Linked DNA regions of Mus musculus: regions 1, 3, 4 and 5 are each linked to region 2. Evidence: chromatin contacts called from public Hi-C and HiChIP or PLAC-seq data. All regions are on one chromosome and are shown on one strand. The core of a region is the stretch at or near the end of the contact, and the rest is flanking DNA. Distances in the headings are between cores, read along the strand shown.

Region 1 (2,820 bases), core at 244-2,743, 750 kb after region 2:
TTTAGCCCCAGAGAGCCCCTTGGATTCCACTTCATAACATTTCAAATATCTACTCTGCACATGATTTTATACCTTATAAGAAAGGGTATTTTGTTCTTCCTTTTCACACTTATTTAAATCTCAGGTTCTTATGCCTTATCATAAAGGTATTCATCATCTTTCCAGTCTCTGCATACTTTATATTGAGTATTTTTTTCTAAAACATCCCATGTCACCTAATTAATTTCCAAGATATTTAAACAAAACTCTTCCCAAATCCTAGTGCCTCCATTTAACACAATGGTTTCTTTTTTTGAACTGTATTATTTTTTCCTACATAGATATTTAGTGCCCAAACAGGTCACCACTATGATAATCATCAATTCTTAAATATTGATCACTAATTTGACAGCTAAAATATTATTGATAAAATGGTGGCATATTAACTTTAGTAACTTATTTGAATAACCTTTATTAATAAATTATGCTGTTATTTAAAAGAATATTGACGGTTATTTTTGAAAGTTTCAGGTGACGCTGGAATTTAAAATCCTTTTTTCTATGTACTAAGATAAAGGTTTAATGACTTATATCATCTGGTCTGGAGATGTTTACACAAAGCCATTTAGAAGAGATATTTAAAGACCATTTAAATCTTTCTCTTTCTGATTTGTCTGATTTTTCAAGGGTATGGCAAAGATAATTTACATCAGCTCTTCACCTTAAATGAACTCATTGTAGAAAATAACATATAAGTAAAAAATTGCTATGTTTTAGACAAAAGACATTGCTTTAGGAACATGATTCTTATCCCAATGACCTTCAATGAAAATTCAAGCATATTTTTTGTTTCATTCCATAATTTATAATTTTAACACTTAGAAGTCATACATAAGTATCCACAGATGTGCAGACTCCTCTCAGAGCTGTCACAATTCAATAATGTGTAACCAATGTACAGCCCTTTGTAATTTGATGTATAATCTTGAACTTTGAATATGCTCTTTTGAAAAAATACGAAGGAAATGAGAAGTACTTTTAAAAATTTATGTCCAGTGTGATGCCCAGGTACTTAATACTGAGGTAATAGTGTTTAGAAAAGTCTGTGAACAGATGAAATCAAAGAACCTCTATGAATCTTTACATTCCTGCTTAGCCAACCATCCACTTTCTTTCTGTCTCTCTTTCTTGGCCTGCATATGGCAATTAGAAAAAGAGAGTATACCTGGCAATTTAAGTTTCTAAAAGGAGAACATCTGTTTATATCTTTTAATTTTTTTCTTTTTATTAACAAATTACTTTTTGATAATGTGGAGAATTTGAGCTAAGTACCAAGGGCTGAGAGTACACTCTTCAAAAAAAAGGCCTGGGGAGCACACTCCATGAAACTTAATTCAAATCAAGGAACAATCGCTGTGGGTATTGTGGGCATGAACTCCTGCAGAGTACCGGAGGCCTTACAGGAAGCTGTCACCGGAAAGGAAACACACATAGAAATAGTCTGTAACCCATCTGTAGCTACAGCGATGGACCAAGGCTTTCATGGGAACCTCCCAAGCATGGCCACCTACCCAAGTCTTCACAGAGTCAAGCTTCTCTTTTCTAAAAGAAAAAAAAAAGCATGTTTTTCTGACACTGTATCTTTTGAATACCTTCAGAACACTAACTCTTTCTTTTTACAAAGACTCAACATTACTTCTTCACTTTTCTGGCACTTAAATTTTCTTAGGTTGGTAGAATTACCAATGAAAGGATTAAGAAATTTATTTTTTCACAGTCACAATGTTATTTTCTATCTGTCAATAGAGACAACCCCTCACGTTTGTGTTATGTATAATATGTAAATTACTAATAAGAAGCAGCTTTGATTAACTGTCACCTCTTTAAAATTTAATCTTATTTATTTTTTAAAAAATCATTAATCAGTACATAGTTTTTTAATATGCACAGTTTTCATGGATGTAATTATTTTCACAGATAAAATATTCATAAATTTGAATAATACCATTATAAATTAAATATAACCAATATGTTATCCATATTCTCTCTTGTCTGAAGGACTGAAAAACTTGTTTCAAACTTTAGTTCTTCTTAAAATCATATCTGATTATATGAACAAAATTATGGTTCCCTGTTTTATGTGAATACCTGGGGACTTTTGGTGCACAAGAGGGTGTACATAGGAAGCCTGCTAGTCTCCACACAAATCTATTCATTGAAAGGTTGCTTGCTCTAGCCATTGGTGATGTCTATTATAACTATCTAAAGTAGCCAAACAAAGAAAAGTCTAGTCATGAAACTATGTAACTTTTCTGATAATTAATTTAATTTTTATTATAGATTATTCCAAAGATATTTGTTGACACTTATTTCACATTATTTGAACAGATACTCAGAGAACCAGACTAACAAGCATCTTGGTGAAGAAGGTGGGGTATATAAATAAAATCTGGTTCTGAACAGCATTTTTAAAAATTAATCATTTTATTCAATTACATTTCAAATGATATCCTCTTTCAAATTACCCTCCACAACCCCCTCATCCCATTCCCATTCTCCTCCCTCCCCTTTGCCTCTATGAGGATTTTCCTCCACCCACTCACCTATTCTGGTCTCATTGCCCAAGCATCCCCCTAGACTAGGGCATCAAACCTCCACAGGACCAAGGGCCTCCCTTCCTATTGATGTCAAATAAGGCTATCCTCTGCTACATATGTATTTAGTGTCATGGATCCCTCCATGTATACTTTTTGGTGATTTAGTCTCTGGGAGCTCTGGATGGTCCAGTTCGTTGATATTGTTCTTCCTATAGGGTTGCAATTTCCTTCAGCTCCTTCAGTC
Region 2 (2,820 bases), core at 44-2,543:
AAGATGGTCAGTGGGGACTTCCAATTTTATGATGATATGTTAGAAGTAGAGACTACCCAGTTTCAGAACAGTGATAGAAACTGGTCCCTGAATGGTTAGACATCTGCAACACTGGAAAGGGTGGTCTTGGAAAAGCCTATGTGTATGGATCTTTCTTGAGTCTATGGCAATAGCTTCAGAAAGAAAACAAGGAGTTGGGAGGGGAACGCACAAGCATGTTTCAAAGAGATACTTACAGAAATGTTTTGCTATGCCAATACTAATTGTATGAAGTCATGGTTTCATTATGACATGCTCGCACACTTACACAATGCACTTCAATATATTCACCTTCTCTTGTTCCTTCTACCCCACGTTGGCTCCTTTCTTCCCAAACTGTCCCACTGGGGACTCTCTGAATTAAAATATATTTGGGTCATGTGGTCCAAAACACACTTATTCTTCATATCCAATTCATTTACCTGCTTTGTTTCATGAATAAATGAATAGGCTGAATATATAAAAACTCGCAAGGTTCAATCTTGCAACTGGATCATGGTAAAAATTAACAAGTATCTTGAGGCAAAATGAAAATAAAACAAATGAAACATCCCCAAAACAAGTGCCAACTACAAAGTCGTTGTTTAAGAAATTTGCACCGAATTTGAATACAAATTAGTCTTCTATAATAAAACATCAAGAAAAGTTGCTAAATTATAGCTAGGAAAATATGTCAAACCCCAAATTATCTGTTACAGTTAATTTGGACAGTGTTTGATGGTAAAAGTTCTTACTTGAAACAATACATTTACCCTTTCTCACTAAAAGAAATATAAACAAATCGTACTCTGTAAGAAAGATAATGGGTGAGTTAGGCTGCACAGAGGAGTTCTGTGTTTAATGGGTCTCCTTGGAACGTTATTTTGTGTTAGGGCCTTTAACAGAATTGTAGAGTCCCTACACGAAAAGGAAAGGAGGAGACCAAGATATCTGCAGCATGCATTCCTGCCTGCTGAAGTTTGAGTGCGCGCGCGCGCACACACACACACACACACACACACACAGACACACACACACACACACACACACACACACACACACAGACACACATCACAAACATGTTAACCCTCTGTGAGATCTGGTTTAAATAAACAATCAAATGGAAAGTTAGCCAAGTAATTTCAAAAGAAGAAGAAGAAGAAATGTCAGTTAAGCAGGGCAGTGAAGCCTGAAAGGATGAGAAACTAAAATCCTGCCTGGGTAGATGCTGGTGCTGGTTTGCATGGAGCAGTAATTCTGCTAAAAGGAAGTAAAACCACTTCACGACATGTGCTGTCCTAAGATAGGACAAGCACGGGGCCAGTGTGAGAAAGTGGAGAGCTTCACAGAGGCTGTGCAAAAAAAAAGTCTCTTCAAAAACATTTTCTATGGTAAACTCAGAGACAGTCCAAAAAAAGCCCCAGTCTTTCTGCCCACATTTTAAAACAGCGCTTTGGAGCGGCAGTGAGCAGGGGAAAAGGAAGCACACATACGTGGTTTTCCACTCAGTAAACACCTCAGAAGCAAAAAATGGAATCAAAAGCATTCTATGTCTCTCTTGAAATATGTGCTGCTATTTGGAAATTACACCATTTTAGAAGATTAGTTCCATAGTTTTAAGGTGTCATGTACATGTTAACCCTGTGTGAGATCTGGTTTAAATAAACAATCAAATGGAAAATTAGCCAAGTAATTTCAAAAGAAGAAGGATAAATGGCAGTTAAGCATGACATTTTTACACTTATATTTTCGGAGCATAAAATTATTTTTTATGAACAAATAAATGCTATTTTTTATGAGTGAATTTCTGCTATTTTTAGAATATTGTGCCAGCTAGCATTTTGGAGAAGTATAATAACCATTTCTGTTTCCAGCCACCAAATTGTTATTCTTTTGGCATAATATAGATTCAGGAATGTGAGACTGTGGACCCTAGACCAGTGATATTGAAACCTATCATTTGGAAGTCAATGATGAATGCATGTGTGTGGCTCATTGCTAAGAAGAGCCTGCATTTAAGTTGGCTGGGAAACCGCAGCCTCCTTTTCGCTCAGAATGCTTTGGCCTGTGTGGAGGCTGAGGGCCCACCTTAAGATAAATTCACCAGAGAGCATGGCCACACTTAACTTCAGGGACCCAGGAGGTGGGAAACACCACCTCTCGACAACCTTCTAATATACAGATTCAACTTTCTTGATGCTATGTTTCAAAATTATACTCTACTGGGACAATTATCAATTTAGACGTGACCGTATGCAGATGTCACATTCTTCTGACCACTTGAAAGGACAAAAATTATAACGTATGGTAAATGGATTTCCTGATTATACATTATAGGAAAATGAGGTACAGAGTGACTTTAGAGTTCAATGAAGCTTTTATAGTTTCATTTGATTAAAAATATTGTTTCTTATGAACCAATTTAGGCTTTTATGATGTAGTCACGTGAAGGATAACAGATTCTACCTCTGCTCCTACAAGTGTCTAATAAACAATGAAAGCAGTGTAAATAGTCAAGATTTCAAATATAGTGGTAATTTTTCCCCACAGTTAACTTAAAAGCACTTTTCTGCCTTTTCTACTTCATTTGATTTTACTCACTCCTACTTTAGGAAGCTGTAAATTTAGAGAACACCCTCCTGGCTGCAAACGTTATGAGGCAGGTTCTTGGCTTTGTTGCACAGTGCTCTGTTGAGCATGCTCTCCTCTGAGCCCATAGGGCCACAACTTTCTTGGACGCTTAGGCATTAGGAGCCTTGTCATTTATTCTTTGCTTGTTTTAACTTTCAATTATAAATAAAA
Region 3 (2,700 bases), core at 52-2,551, 770 kb after region 2:
GAGAGCAAACATTATCTTTGGCAAAAGCCTGATCTAATGGGGAGTTTTCATGGGGTTCCTTTGGCTAATGATTAAACTACATATAATCCATTCTTGGTGCTGGAGGATTCACGTGGTGGCAAGGTGAGAAGAGAGATATCTAATTGAGCCATTGTCTTCCCAATCACTTGGCAACTCCATTTAAACTTATTTCATAAACTTATATACCTTTACAAGCTTCTACAGTAGTAGGTTTCCATATGACCCCTCAAATAGCCGTTACTTTTACTTGCCCCTTGCTGTATCTCCATTCTTGTTCCTCTCCTTCCTCCCTGTTTTATCTTCCTTCTCCAGTCTGCCTCCCATCTCTTCACACCTATATATTCTATTTCCCCTTTCTTAGGAAATTCTCCTCTCTCTTCCATTCCTTATTTAATACCTAAACTCTGTTCCTATTCTGATATAGCATGCCTATGGAATGTGGGTTAAAATGGGATCCCCTGCTTGGGACTTGGGATGATTGGTGAGGCAGGAGGTGGGAAGTTTTGACTGCTTGTTCACCACACCCTTGCTAGGTGGCTTTGGGCTATGAGAAGCTGCAGGACCTGCTCTCAGGGTGGGGAGGCACAGTCTGAGGTCGCTGAGGAAAGTCAGACTGGCTCTGGAGTCCCAAGGCCTGCACGGAGGCCAAGGAATCAGATTCTCAGACTCTTGGGCATTCCAGATGCTGCTGGATGCTGTGGAAGAGCCGAGAATGGGGGGCAGCAGCTGATTCTAGCTCTGAACAGAAGGGATCAGGGTGGGAGGAGGGCTTCGACTGGGTACCTCGAGAGGGAGGAGAGAGTCCTTTTCTTGCTTGGCAGGTGACTTGGCTCGGTGGAGACAGTGGCTGGGAGCACAGAGAGGTCTTCTGTGAGAGGCTAGACTTGGCTCTTTAGACAAAGGCTTGCTCCATTGCTCCCCACAGCAGATTGCGATGAACAGAGACAGTCCATGGCTTTAAGGCATTTATTGTCATGGTGGAGCGTTGTGATTAGTAAAACTATACCGTTCTTTCTCAGGGTGGACTGGGGGTTAAATACCATTTGCAAGGAGGGGTGTGTAGGAAGGAGCCCATCATGGCTTTAGGTGCCTCATTAAAATGGAGATCTGTCTTGAGGCTATATGATCTGTGCTCATATATGATCTGCCTGCAGAGGTAGGCTTGGGGTGTTGCCTTTACATGACTAATGGCCACAGAATTATGAGGATGTGAGGCCTGTCAGGAGCCTGGTGTCTAGGAGTGTGCAGAACCACCTGCTGGGTCACCAGGGTTTTAAAGCTAGCTCAACCGGAAACCTTTTACCATCCCACAATGGAATATTTATAGACTAATAAGCACATATAAAAGAAAACATGTATGTTGGTTTGGGGTGTCAGTATTTCACTTATGATCTTTCTAGCTACATTTATAGAGTCAATAGAGGGTTATTGTTGCAGGATTTTCCCTCTTTGATCACATTAGGGCAGAGGGAGGCTTGTGATTGGACAGGAGAAGGGAGGTGGAGTGAGGTGTTGAGGAGACAGAGAGGTCAGAGGAGGAGAGGGAGATCCAGAATGGAGGCTGACGTGGTGTTAAAAAGGTTAGAATAATTGTGTTAAAGCTTTATTTATCATTGTTATTGGCTCTGAAATTATTGTTTTGGCATCCTGTAACTTGTGTTATTATTGATACATAAATCTGATTGGCTAATTAAGCATTAAGAGTCTTGATTCTACAGGGTAATTAGATGTTTAGATGGCTAACCAGGAATGTGTGGGGCACTGTGTGAAAACGAGAAACTGAGATGGGAGGCTTCTGAGAGATGGCCTGGTGGGAGCCATGTGACCTAGGAGGGCTGGCAAGTTGTCAGGCTAAGAGACCAAGCAAGTGAGATCACCTGGTACAGGGGCTAGTTCTAGATATTTCACACAACAGGTTATTGTCTAAAATATATAAATAACTTTAAAAAGTGAACATCAAGAAAACAAATAACCCAATTAAAAATGGGATGCATGACTAAACTAAGAGGCCTCTAAGGATGAAAGACAAATGACTGAGAAACAGATAAGTGTTCAACATCCTTATTGGAACAAGGGAAATACAAATCAAAATTATTTTAATATTTCATCTTATACCAACCAGAATGGCCAAGATAAATTAAAACAAAACAAAGCAAAACAAAAAACAAAACAAAACAAAAGAGCTCATATTGGTTAAGATGTTGGGAAACAGCAACATTTTTTTCAGGGCTGGTGTAGTGCAAACTTTTGCAGCCACTATCCAGATAGTTCCTTCATAAGGTTCCTTATGAAGATGGGAATTGATTTACTTCAAATTCTAACTATACCACTCTTGGACATTAGCCAAAGGATACTACATACTAATACAGACAGACTTGTTTCTCCATGTTAATTAGTATTCTATTAATAACGGCCAGAAATTGTATCTATTATTTCTAAGCATCAGTACAGGTTGGTAAATAGTTCATGGGTAGGATCCTTGGTTTCTACATGAAAGACCTCTGGTCCTATATAGAACACTGAAGTAAGAAACCAACAATCCTTCAATGAGAATACTGCAGTAGTAGTAAGAAGAGTTTTCTCTTATAAGGATGAGGACCTCATTTCAATCCTAACTTTCAGGAACTTGAAATTGATAAATACTCTTATTTCTATATAATATTTTTCTTATTCATTGAG
Region 4 (2,700 bases), core at 182-2,681, 540 kb after region 2:
GCTAAAAGGACTTCGAGATCTGAAACATACTTTGAAGATGTAGAGCTTGGAGTTTTCTCAGCTGTTTTTAGCCATGGTCCAGTGTTTCTTCATGGTGTTCCCTTTTCTCCCTTTGGGACTTGCAATGTCTATTCTATACCACTGTTTGTTGGAAAGTATGGTGAATCTTTTAAATTAAATTTCTTTTAATTTTGATTTTATAGAAAATTAGGGTAAAAAGAATGCCACCAGTCCTCAAAAGGAGTGTGAACTTTATGCTTTTAAACAATGTTGAGACTGTGCTAAACTATGGGGATATTCTAAGTTGAACTGAATACATATTTGCATTATGATATGGCTATAAGCCTATGGAGGCCAGGGAGTGGAATGTGGAGGTTTAAATAAGAATGACCTCAAATATATAAGCTTATATATTTAACTGTTTGTTAGCCAAGGAGTGGCACTTGTAGCCTTGTTGAAGAAAGTGTGTCACTGTGGGTTAGGTATGAGGTTTCAAATATTCAAGCCTGCTCCAGTGATTGTCTCTTTCTGCAGCCTGCTGATCCTGACGAAGCATCTGCCTGCATGTCAACATGCTTCTACATGACAAGTGACTAAACCTCTGAAAGTACAAGGTGGCTCCAACTTAATGTGTTCCTTTATAAGAATTGCCATGCTCATAGTGCGTCTTCACGGCAACAGAATACAGACTAAGACACAAAGTGTGCATTGATTGCTTAAACACACACACACACACACACACACACACACACACACACACACACACACACACGAGACAGAGACACTTGAAAAAGCACTTCTATTTGTTGAAGATGTGGCAGACCGCTTGCAATGTTTTGCTTCAGGCCTAGTGTTTTCTGGGATTTCATCTCCAGGTTCTACATTTATGGCTTTGCCCTCTCACAGATGACAGGTTTGCTCAAGTGAGAGGAAAATAACTTAGGTGAATCCATATATTAATGAAGGGTAAAGGGATAAAGCTAGTAGTCTATGTTCAAAGTACTATGGTTTTAATTTTAAGTGTCTTTGCTCTCAGACACAGGCATAATTAATCCAAAAATTGATGCCCCTGAACTCCTTTGGAAAGTTTTCTCTGTATCTAGGCATTTTTTCAGTCAGCAAATTTCTGGAAGTTTGACATCAGTGAGTTCTCACAGGCCTTCCATACTTTGTTGTTGTTTATTCCACTTGACGAATTTATAACATGAGGTCACACTCTATCCATGAAGCTTTGCTTTCCATCTGTTCTCCATCTTTACTCTATTATTAGTCCAGGCTTCTGGGATTTTGATCCTGCTTCATTTCCAGGACCCTTGTTGACGTCAGTGAGCACCCTAGGCAGAGGACTGCATGGTAATCAGCATGGCTCCACAGACTGTCTACAGAAGAACGCTTGGTCTCTGTGATACTGTGCGTTCGTTGGATGAACTCCTGCTTACTTCCTATGAGCAGTGGAGCTCACACCGAATGTTTAATGCAACCTCCAGTACAGGATGATATACTTGCTTCACCACCTATGTGTATTGACTTTCTGCTAAAAGGCTTTTATCATAAATTTAAAGAATTACCCAAATACATCTCAGGCTGTTGCTGAGAATGCAAGGTTTTTAACTATGTTTCTCCTACATTGATTTCAGTTAATATATTTTAACCACCCCCTTATTTTACTATGCCTTTTAATTTGTTATTCATTTGTTTCAAACCAGAACTTTACAGAAGCACTCTAGACCCACAGGAACTGAAATAGTTTGCTTTCATTATCTGGTAGACCTTCTCGAGTCAGTAGCCCTGGCAGAAACCACAAAACTGTACAAACTGGCAACTGTGGGTTTGTCTGTTCTCTATTGATTCTATTTCTAGAAACACACACACACACACACACACACATCAATGAATAAGCTATGTGATGGTACTCTTTAAGCTACCATCAGAAGGGGAATAGGGACATTTTGCAAGCAGGTCAGGATGGGACCTAAGGTTTTTAATTTGCATTTATGCATGGATTTTGATAGCAGTTCTACAACCTGATTTGCCGAAGTCTATTATTTCTAAATATGCTATTAAAATTGTGGAGCACCATGAATCAAATTGTTTAAAATCTAATAAGCTTCATAATAAAATGCTCATATTGACTAGTTTGAATACTTACTTTTTTTTTTCTTCTGAGAACTGCAAAGCAACTCCACCATAATTTTTTAAGGGAAAAATGCACTTATATATTTTTAAAGACTGAGAAGCTGTGACCCTTGAATTGTTCTCCTCTGTGATCTATCACTATGTAGAGTGTTATTTACTTAATAATTTTATTAATTAATTTTGTTATATTGCATGCCCTAGTGAAAAAATTCTGAGTTTGGCTTTAATAGCTGTGTGCCCTTGGACCTTTCTTTTCTCATCCATTAAATACTAAATGATCAAAAAACCTCTAGTGACTGTCCTAATATGCAAATTCAAAACCAGTCTTTGACAGCACAGGAGAAATATCTATAGTGGAAAAGATCATAGGTAGTGGAGAACAGAATACTGTGAAGTACACACATGCCTTCATACACATATACACGTTCAACAGAAAAACCAAAATAGCTCCTCTCTCCTCCTCCCCCAACAATGACAATGCAGCCATCTGTTGGATGTTCCACTTCACTTAGCAGCTGCTCTCAGATACAGAAATCTGCATTCCTGCAGCTTGTGTGGTATGCG
Region 5 (2,700 bases), core at 134-2,633, 630 kb after region 2:
AGAAAGTAGTTACCCATTGTTTAGTCTCTGTTAGGGAACAAATACTCATAAGTAAACTGTAGCTGGAATCAAAATGTAGTTTGAGATAAACAATGGAATGGCCTCCAAGATAAAATTACAGTACTCATTTTCCGATTGTTGCTTGGTTCTGTGGAGTTCTGTGAGGAGGCAGGACTGTGGGGTTCTGATTCTGTTCTCATGTCTCACCACCATGTCTCACCTTAGCTAATGTGCTTTAGCTACTTGCTTGAGTTTAGCCATTTGCTGACTATCTGGAACTATTTTATAATCACACTACCAGAAATACCAGAGGAAAAAGGAAGAGAAGAAAGAAGGAAGAAAGAAAGGAAAGAAGAGAAAAAGGAAGGGAGAAAAAATAAAACAAGAACTTTAGCCTAATTACTTTACATTTCTAGGGGTGGTGTCTACCCAATTCTGGTATCTACACAGTTAAAGGTTCCCTAATAACTCCAATTTATCTGCCATTGGCTTCCACCACTGAGTTTATCCTTGAAAATAGGAAGATTCTGATCCCCTATCACCACTACAGGTTTCTGAGAGGAAGCTTTTTGGTTGTTGTTAAACTAACTTTTTCCTATTTATAATAATTTCCATTTTATACTTTTCTGGTTGCTTTGATCCTTGTAAAGATGTGGTTAAATCTGTCATAAAATTTGATCAAGAAAATGTTTTTTTTTTGTTTTTTTGTTTTTAACAAAGAAAACAGCTTTCAAGGAATATGTTCGGCTCACACTTTGCCACAGGCTGTGATGGATAGGGAGGGTTGGATGAGATAGTAACATAGGAATCATTGTGTCCACAAAGTGACTAAGCTCCATTGCAAACTAGGCTAATATTGTCTCCAAAACACTTGTTCATTATCCAGTAGACATGCTTGTTAGTCATTTCTTAGGACAAAACAAAATGAAATACAGCACCAATAAAAAACAAATACAGTCTCAGGCTAAAGCCTTATCTGTTTAGAATCTGTGGGAAAACATTCTCTCATGAATTTATAGTGTTCAATAGTTTTCATTCACACCCACATTCTGATCTATAACACTGAATAACTTAATATGAAAAGCAAACAATGCAGATAACTCAGTGATTAAGACACAAACAAACATCCAGGCATTATACTGTAAGCGAATAGACCTTAACTCTTCTGGCAGATTTCCCAACCATCCCATCCCCTATAACTTCACAGTAAAGGAGAGAATTTTATTGTTGACCTCCCTAAAACTGGGGTCAGTAATTAAGGCACGCATGTGCCAAACAGCCTGAGGACTTATTTTCATTGGCATGCATGCTTGTAGGGTTCTCTTGAGAGAATAATCACCAGCTGCATTTTGTGACATGTGAGAATGTGTGGGTGGAATAACCACTTCCCCACTTATCTTCTGCTTGTGTCAATATCACGCTTGCCCACCTGGCTCACCAGAGAACAGGGAGTATCAACAATGCTTTCCTCTTGCTGACGGACATCAGTCCCAGCTATGCCCACAGTACAGTCCTTCTTTTGTCCATCTCCAGGAAGCTGTAAAGGATTATCAAATGCACACAACAATAAACAAATGAAAAAGCAGCATCAGATGAGAACTCTGGACCCATGGGGCATTTTTTTAACCATCTCCATGGAATTTAGACAATTTTTCAGAAAGGCAGAGTCAGAACTGTTTGGGATTTAAACCTATAGTTTCTGGCTCTGAAGTCTATATTTGATCCATGTTCACTGAACCTAGATTTTCCTAGATGGCAGTTGCTGTTCATCAAAAGAAATCTCTTATTTTCTTCTGGAATAATTGTTTCAAATTTATCATCGTAAAAGTATTTTGTTATAAATGATTTGGAGATCTGTGAGTTCAAAGCCACTGATCTCTCAGTAGAATGCTTGGAGCCTTTAGCATACTGTGTAGGCTGAATCCTGAGCAGTGTGGTCAGAATGGGCAGAAACCATTCTGTAAGTCTGCATGGTGCCTCTGCTGTCATCTCCTTTAGTCAGTTTCAGTTGAGCAGCATGGACAAAGTGTTCAGTTGGATTCCCTCTTTCTTACACATATGTAATATTTATAAATTATGTAAAGAAATAAAGATTTGTCTATGTTTTATAAGCCTTATTGATTGATTTTTAATTGACTTTACGTTTGTTTGGGGTGGCTAAACTCAGAATGATTATTTAAGATCTAATGAAAGTTAACATGCATACTGCTCTACTTATTGAATTTACTATTTTTAGACAATTTGTAGTTCCATAAAATGAGTATCCACTAGTAATAATATACAGGGGAGTTTAGCAGGAACTTCAAGGGTGTCCTTAAAATCTAATGGATTTTTACTAGTACAAAAGGCTTCCTTGTAGTAGTATGATCAATATTACATTTCCAAAATTACCTCTTAGCAAAATGCTCATAGTCAATCATGTTATTCAATTTGTTGAGGATTTAATACAATTTAACATTTGTTATGAGTTCTGTACAGGAAGGCAGAAGTCCTACTGATTTTCAGAGATCTTTAGAGGTGATTTTTCACATCAGCCCGTCATTAGTTTATAGATTTTTTTTAAACCTGTCCCTAGAAGATGTTCCTATATCTGCTTCTGGTCTCTGGGTGTAGAGCAACCTATCAGTTACATGCTTGGGAGCTGCCTGTGAACTATACCTAACATTCTTTACTGTTGAGCACTTCGTACCATTTTTGTTT

Evidence for each region. HiChIP or PLAC-seq counts read pairs in DNA pulled down with a chosen protein or histone mark. Hi-C and Micro-C count contacts between places; a contact is called where the count stands out from the background.
Region 1: a RAD21 HiChIP or PLAC-seq map of pro-B cells shows a contact between it and region 2, with 11 times the contacts expected there. The contact joins two enhancer-like sites. A contact is called at or near these places in 2 of 15 datasets of contacts at CTCF or cohesin (large pre-B cells and pro-B cells), 7 of 484 Hi-C or Micro-C datasets (B cells, CD4 T cells, Sertoli cells and 4 more), 3 of 115 datasets of contacts at active chromatin or transcription factors (fibro-adipogenic progenitors, large pre-B cells and pancreatic cancer cells) and 1 of 9 other capture datasets (embryonic stem cells).
Region 3: a CTCF HiChIP or PLAC-seq map of pro-B cells shows a contact between it and region 2, with 15 times the contacts expected there. The contact joins two enhancer-like sites. A contact is called at or near these places in 2 of 15 datasets of contacts at CTCF or cohesin (the NIH/3T3 cell line and pro-B cells), 4 of 484 Hi-C or Micro-C datasets (Sertoli cells, bone marrow-derived macrophages, cardiomyocytes and 1 more), 1 of 115 datasets of contacts at active chromatin or transcription factors (large pre-B cells) and 1 of 9 other capture datasets (embryonic stem cells).
Region 4: a contact with region 2 is called in a Hi-C map of pre-B cells, with 4 times the contacts expected there. The contact joins two enhancer-like sites. A contact is called at or near these places in 1 of 39 promoter capture datasets (pre-B cells), 2 of 15 datasets of contacts at CTCF or cohesin (large pre-B cells and pro-B cells), 10 of 484 Hi-C or Micro-C datasets (the G1E-ER4 cell line, the HPC-7 cell line, bone marrow-derived macrophages and 7 more), 4 of 115 datasets of contacts at active chromatin or transcription factors (the 230-238 cell line, fibro-adipogenic progenitors, large pre-B cells and 1 more) and 1 of 9 other capture datasets (embryonic stem cells).
Region 5: an SMC1A HiChIP or PLAC-seq map of large pre-B cells shows a contact between it and region 2, with 9 times the contacts expected there. The contact joins two enhancer-like sites. A contact is called at or near these places in 2 of 15 datasets of contacts at CTCF or cohesin (the NIH/3T3 cell line and large pre-B cells), 3 of 484 Hi-C or Micro-C datasets (bone marrow-derived macrophages, forebrain and pre-B cells), 2 of 115 datasets of contacts at active chromatin or transcription factors (VIP interneurons and large pre-B cells) and 1 of 9 other capture datasets (embryonic stem cells).

What each region holds. Positions count from the first base shown.
Region 1 is chr13:82,898,529-82,901,348 of GRCm38.p6, reverse strand. No RefSeq gene overlaps it. Among named protein-coding and RNA genes, the nearest start is that of Mir3961, 200 kb to the right of the region's middle. Within about 2 kb of position 1,493, at least 14 of the 459 cell types and tissues checked have an H3K27ac peak or open chromatin away from gene starts, as enhancers often do. A contact at or near this core is called in pro-B cells, where this site is marked.
Region 2 is chr13:83,648,489-83,651,308 of GRCm38.p6, reverse strand. All of the region lies in intron 6 of Mef2c (myocyte enhancer factor 2C), which reads right to left. It overlaps Gm52044 (a long non-coding RNA gene), which reads left to right. Exons shown (of 3, transcript XR_003950630.1): 3 at 1-2,820. Among named protein-coding and RNA genes, the nearest start is that of Gm52044, 12 kb to the left of the region's middle. Within about 2 kb of position 1,293, at least 70 of the 459 cell types and tissues checked have an H3K27ac peak or open chromatin away from gene starts, as enhancers often do. A contact at or near this core is called in the 230-238 cell line, pre-B cells and pro-B cells, where this site is marked.
Region 3 is chr13:82,876,867-82,879,566 of GRCm38.p6, reverse strand. No RefSeq gene overlaps it. Among named protein-coding and RNA genes, the nearest start is that of Mir3961, 180 kb to the right of the region's middle. Within about 2 kb of position 1,301, at least 1 of the 459 cell types and tissues checked has an H3K27ac peak or open chromatin away from gene starts, as enhancers often do. A contact at or near this core is called in pro-B cells, where this site is marked.
Region 4 is chr13:83,111,647-83,114,346 of GRCm38.p6, reverse strand. All of the region lies in intron 1 of Gm33073 (a long non-coding RNA gene), which reads left to right. Among named protein-coding and RNA genes, the nearest start is that of Gm33073, 7.5 kb to the left of the region's middle. Within about 2 kb of position 1,431, at least 66 of the 459 cell types and tissues checked have an H3K27ac peak or open chromatin away from gene starts, as enhancers often do. A contact at or near this core is called in the 230-238 cell line, pre-B cells and pro-B cells, where this site is marked.
Region 5 is chr13:83,019,719-83,022,418 of GRCm38.p6, reverse strand. No RefSeq gene overlaps it. Among named protein-coding and RNA genes, the nearest start is that of Gm33073, 99 kb to the left of the region's middle. Within about 2 kb of position 1,383, at least 26 of the 459 cell types and tissues checked have an H3K27ac peak or open chromatin away from gene starts, as enhancers often do.